Linked DNA regions of Mus musculus: region 2 is linked to region 1. A link is a contact called in public HiChIP or PLAC-seq data. All regions are on one chromosome and are shown on one strand. Each heading gives the region's core, a stretch centred on a gene start, on an enhancer-like site or on the middle of the called end of the contact. The rest is flanking DNA. Distances are from core to core; before and after follow the strand shown.

What was found. HiChIP or PLAC-seq counts read pairs in DNA pulled down with a chosen protein or histone mark.
Region 2: a contact with region 1 is called in an HNF4G HiChIP or PLAC-seq map of pancreatic cancer cells. The contact joins two enhancer-like sites. A contact is called at or near these places in 21 of 484 Hi-C or Micro-C datasets (B cells, the C10 cell line, the C2C12 cell line and 15 more) and 13 of 115 datasets of contacts at active chromatin or transcription factors (cardiomyocytes, craniofacial prominence, effector CD8 T cells and 9 more).

What each region holds. Positions count from the first base shown.
Region 1 is chr19:55,767,906-55,770,685 of GRCm38.p6, forward strand. All of the region lies in intron 4 of Tcf7l2 (transcription factor 7 like 2, T cell specific, HMG box), which reads left to right. Among named protein-coding and RNA genes, the nearest start is that of Gm31734, 26 kb to the left of the region's middle. Within about 2 kb of position 1,261, at least 78 of the 459 cell types and tissues checked have an H3K27ac peak or open chromatin away from gene starts, as enhancers often do. A contact at or near this core is called in embryonic fibroblasts, pancreatic cancer cells and trophoblast stem cells, where this site is marked.
Region 2 is chr19:55,861,406-55,864,263 of GRCm38.p6, forward strand. All of the region lies in intron 5 of Tcf7l2 (transcription factor 7 like 2, T cell specific, HMG box), which reads left to right. Among named protein-coding and RNA genes, the nearest start is that of Gm52391, 75 kb to the right of the region's middle. Within about 2 kb of position 1,341, at least 41 of the 459 cell types and tissues checked have an H3K27ac peak or open chromatin away from gene starts, as enhancers often do. A contact at or near this core is called in embryonic fibroblasts, pancreatic cancer cells and trophoblast stem cells, where this site is marked.

The sequences.
Region 1 (2,780 bases), core at 11-2,510:
AAATACCTATCAGGAAAGAGCTAGGAGTGAAATGGTGACTCGAGAAGCCCACATAGGGCTTTATTGATTTATGGAATGTACAAGACTCAGTTCAGGATTGTTCTTCGAGTCACCAAGTCGTGAACTTGATTCTTATCCTAAAAATCAAAACAAACCTTCCCCCCAAGTCCTTCCTCTTGCTCTCTGGCTGCCTCATATATATATATATATTTTTTTATTCTGAAGCCAGGCAGCATTCAGTTCTTCTGGAGTAGCTCAAGCTTCTCCATGCTGAAACAAAATCCCCAGAGTAGCTCAAGCTTCTCCATGCTGAAACAAAATCCCCAGAGGAAGCCGCAGTTACACGCCACAGTTACACGCCGCAGTTACACGCCGATGTATCCAGACTTTATCCCTGCTCCAAAGAGAAAATAGAGAGAGGCTTGAGAAGTGCCCCAAAGCTAACGGCAGCAGGCTAGCCTGCCGATCACCAGTAGTTCGTAGGCACACTATTTTGGTTTGTGTTTTCTTAAAACATGTCTTTGCTGTCACAGCTGTGAGTGAAAGCAGACAACAAATGTCACTCTGAGAAAAGGGCCAGCGTGTGGGTGTTTGTGGTGAAGGCTATTACTCAGCTCGAATCCTCCTCCTTGAGGCTCTGTGATGAGGTGGTCTCCTTCCTTGGGGGATGAACTGCCTCCCTACTCCCACCCTGGACTCCCCCCAACCCCTCCTCCCCCCCCCCGTCTCAAAAAAAAAAAAAAAAAGGAAAAAAGAAAATCTGTTTCCGTAGGGCTGCTTTTCATTCAGTTGGGTCAAATTTTCTGGTCAGCCTTCATCGGAAGCTGCCTCGTGACCTGATTTTGTCATTTAAAGATTGTTTAGGTGTCAAATAACTTGCTTTTGTTATGGAGTTGGGGTCCCCACCACCCCACACTGTTTACTGAAGTGACAAAGTCATTCTTGTTGGGTGCCTCCTGTCCTCCTCTGGTTTAGAATTTTGCGTTTGTTCGCTCGCTCAGTGGCTAAGGGAACCTGGCAATGGCTTAAGTGTGACTGAAACTCAGGATCTGACGTGTATCGCACATATTCAAAACCACAGGCCGCATGCAAAGCAGTGATGGTTTTGATTCCAGGCCTCGTGGCTCTGCTATCGCTACTTTTACCCCGAGGGTGGAGTTTTTTATCTTTTGGTCTGACTTCTGGTTTGTGGTTTCCAGTCACCTCACCGCAGCTCATGAGTCGTGAGTCTGGATGCTGAGGGACTGGGGTGGTCAGGAGGCTGCTCTGAATGGCTGCTACCCAGGGCAGTGGCCCTTGAGGATGGGTGTGGTCTTGGTGTCCCAGGCTCCTCCCTCCAGGGGTTTTCAGACCCTCTTCCTGGACTCTTACACACCTCACGTCTGAGGACTGTGCTAGAAACAGCCAGGCTCACTTTGCGCCAGGCTCCCTGTTCTGTGTGTCCCCCGATTTCCTGGTGCCTCTTTTGGCAGTGTTATGTTTTTCTCATTAACTATTTTCCATTTCAGAGTCTTCTGATGAAACAGAGTTGTTTTCTTCATCGCAGTATCAATATTCCCCACTTTCCGCTTTCCGGTTAGCGTAAAAGCAATATGGTTTACAGTGAAGGTTTCCTTCACAGTTACTGCTGCTCAGACTGGCTCCATTTTCTTCCCTGTCCCTCCCCTTCTGCACTGGACTCCCCCCCCCCCCCTTTGCCTTCGTGTGTGTGTGTGTGTGTGTGTGTGTGTATGTGTGTGATATATTTATACACATACACATATATAGACACACATATACATGTGCATATATGTGTGTGTGAAAGACTCCATATATGTACGTGAGATATTTCCTCCCCCATCACCCTTTCTTGATTTTCCTATCCCCCATTTTAGGCTCTTTCCTTTCCTCTTCATAATGTACTCCTAGTTGCATGCCACAGGTGATTCCTTTATTATTAGTGTGACTCTGTGTGTGTGTGTGTGTGTAGTGAGACATTTTTTCACACTTGTGTGAGTTCTAGGGATGGAATTCATGCCCTCAGGAAGCACACTCATGTGCTGAGACAGTTCTTGGGCTTCCGCCTTTGTGCTTTGAAGATGGAGGCCTCCTGTAGTCCAGGCTGGCCTGGAACTCACTATCTAGTCAAGGGTGACCTTGAATTTCTGATTCTCCTGCTTCTACAAGCCAGTCCTGCTGTGGTTACAGACATGTGCCACCAGGCATGTGCTCGCTGCACTCCACCCCCACCCCCCCCATCACTCACACATTCACACACACCACTGGATTCTATGTAGGAGAAAATATATGTTCTATTTATTTTTCTGAGTCTGGCTATTTTTGCCTAGAATGATCTCCAGTCCCATCCCTTCTCTCGACGACGTTGTTTATTCTTGGTCATGTTTGTGTTAATTTAGGTGAACATTTTAAGTTGGTCCAGTGGCAGAATTGCCCTGCTCTCTGTTGCTACCCTCTCATCTGAGGGACATGGACTTAATCCATGGTCTGTCTGGGCTGTCATGGAGATTTTGGGTCTAACCTAGTGCCTGACACATGAGGAATGTGGGAGGCTGTCACAGGGTCTAACCTGGTGCCCAACACGTGAGGAATGTGGGAGGCTGTCACAGGGTCTAACCTGGTGCCTGACACATGAGGAACGTGGGAGTCTGTCACAGGGTCTAACCTGGTGCCTGACACATGAGGAACGTGGGAGGCTGTCACAGGGTCTAACCTGGTGCCTGACACATGAGGAACGTGGGAGGCTGTCACAGGGTCTAACCTGGTGCCCGACACATGAGGAA
Region 2 (2,858 bases), core at 91-2,590, 94 kb after region 1:
ATCTCCTAAAATTTTTACGGGGTTTATAAGTTCTTCTATTCTATGGAAATACTAGAAACGAATATCTTAAAGACCTTACAAGGAGAAGCTGGGGTAAGCCTATTAGGTAAAGTAGGGTAAGGTGAGCCCTTCAAGTTCAAAGCAGTTCCCTCATCAAACAGAAGGAACGTGACTGCCAAATTTGGCTCCGAGGTTCCCTAGCTCCTAAGCATGGAAGGAAAGATATCCAGGGTTGTAAGCATGTGAATGCACACACACACTGTGTGTGTGTGTGTTTCTCTCTGTGTGTGGTGTAGTACAGGCCCTGTAAGTGGATAGGTAAGGAGTAAGCTTCTACAGAATGTAACAGAGACTGTACTTAAAGGCAGCCCTTGCTCACTGAATAGCTCCAAGCTCCCTTCCCCAGCCACTTGCTCCTGGGAGTCTTGCTTCTTGTGATAGTAGCTTTGTTAGTCCAACAAAGTGGGGAGATAAGCTGTAAGCCCTCATGTTGCTGGGCTCCTCCCAAAACAACTGGTGCTGTTCCTTGTGCTTCCCTTGAATGCAGCACTCAGGTGGGGCAGGGCTGTTGACAAAGCTAAATGCAAGCACTGTCACTAAAGCCGGGCTGATCCTCCAGGCCAGCTGAAACGTCTATGATTCACTGTTTACCAGTGAGTACTGTGAAGGTCCTACTTCCAGATGCACACATACTTACTGCATAGTAGCAAGCCAGTGCCCTTGCTGGCCCTTAGCTGCCTTTCCTAGACAGGCCCCCAAGCTTCCAGCAGTTGGCTGCCCTTTGTCACCTGGGAAGCTCCGTTTGCCTGTGGATGGTTATTATACCCAACAGAACACAGGGAAGGATGGTGTTCCGATGGCCATGTAGGCCGCTCTAGGGTTGTGGCTTCTCGATCTCTCCTTTGTTTTTCTTGATTTACCTTTCAGAATTATCCATAGTCATCTGGGGTGGACAAGTCTACCCAGTCCATCTTTTGCAGGATTGTTAAAAGATACAGTCACCTTCTTCCTTCTCTTGTTCCCTCTCATGCTGGGGATATACCCCAGGGGCAGAGCTCTTGCTTAGCATGTACAGGTCCCTGGGTTCAATCCCCAGGAGTACCAGCCGACCAACAGCCAAGCTTGAGAAAGTTGGAATGTCTTTTGTCCTTTTGAAGTAGCCCACTCTGAACCTCTAAACTGTTCTTCACACCTCTAAATACTCCCTCTAAATTCTCTACCCTGTTAATGGGGCTGTATGGAACCTCTGACTAGGTGTGTAGGTCTACACAGCAGCCATTTGCCAGAGTTGACTAAACAGTCCATTCTGTCCCTCTACCGTTTACTAGCTGTGTGACCTTGGGCATGCTCCTTAACGTCTCTGAGTCAGCTTCCTCCTCTGTGAAATAGGCAGAACACTCTTACTTCCTGTGGAGGTTGTGAGAATTAAAGGAGTAGCCAGCTCAGCCCTTTCTAGGGGCCTGGATGGAGAAGGCAGTTCTTACCCTGACACTTTTGGGATCAGATACCTGTTGAGCAAACCTCCTTTGAGCATGCTTCGAGAACACATGGGGTGTGCACGGCATGATCCATGAAGTCGCTATTGTGGCTTCTCTCAGAAGGCTATAGTCTAAGGGAGCCAAGGGGGGCGTGGAGGTTAAGACTGGAGCCCCGACAGCTCAAGGGTGAGGGCAGTCATACATAGGTATGTTTCTGTGAGGTGTAAACACCAGCAACCCCGTTAAGTTTATCCTAATAGAAGCTTCAGTAAGGTAAGTTGAGAGAAGGCACAGATAAGTGGCTGGCTGGTTGCTTAGAAGAAGGAGCAACCATATTCATCGGGGGAACGGTGTGGTTAGGGATGGGGATGGCGGGAAGGGGCATCGTAGGAACTCTGCATGAGGAAGTCGCGTTTGAGATGTCCCTCAGGGACCCCATCTGCATGGCAGGGAGGTGTGGAGAATTCTGGGTATGCCTTGGTGACTCGGCCCTCTCTCCTCAAGCCTCACCCTGTCCCCCTTTCTTCCTGGCAGCAGAGCCCCCTCCCTTGCTGCACTCAGGGCCATGCCTGTCCGCACTTCTACACCCCCTCAGACTTCACTGTCAGCACGCAAGTCTTCAGGGACACGAAAAGCAGCCACTCCTTACAAAAGGTTGGGGAGCCCTGGTATCTGGAGGTAGGTCTTGGAGCAGAATGACGGTATGAAGCAAGCCAGCTCTGAACTGAAGCCGCCCATCCAAAGTTTACCTCTCATGAGGGCAGGGCCCACGCATCCACCTCCATCCCTGAATTCTCCTCGGGTTATTCTCATTCCAGGTGCCATACTGTCTGGCCGTGCTGACCACCGCTAGGGAAATCAGAGCCATAAAGTCACCACTTTACAAGAAGAGGGTGGGGCTGGCGCTCAAGTGAATGCTTGATGCCCAGCTGGCCCGTAAAGGCCACGTGACTCAGCGTCACACGCGAGAACGCACACTATTCCATTAAACTTGAACCTAGAAAGTAATTTCCTGGGCTCTTTATGGCTCCTGCTGGAAGGGAAGCTATCACCTCAACTTTGCCATTGCTACTAGCAATTAGCAGTCTATAGTATAGATTTTCTTTTCAAATTCAGGGTGCTGAGGAAGGCCTCCCGCCCCGCACAAGATCCCTGACTAGCAGAGGCAAGCACAGCCCAATGACTCTTCTCACAGATGTTGTTCTCCAAGGACAGGAAGCATTGTTAATTTCCTTTAAATAATTCAATGCCATGTCAATACCCCACACGACTCCATGCTCCCGCGTGACAGCTCTCTTCAAATTAGTAGTCCCAAGAATAAAGAATGCCCAGAACATTCTTTTATCTTCAGGAAAGCAAACATCAATGCAGACTTTAAAA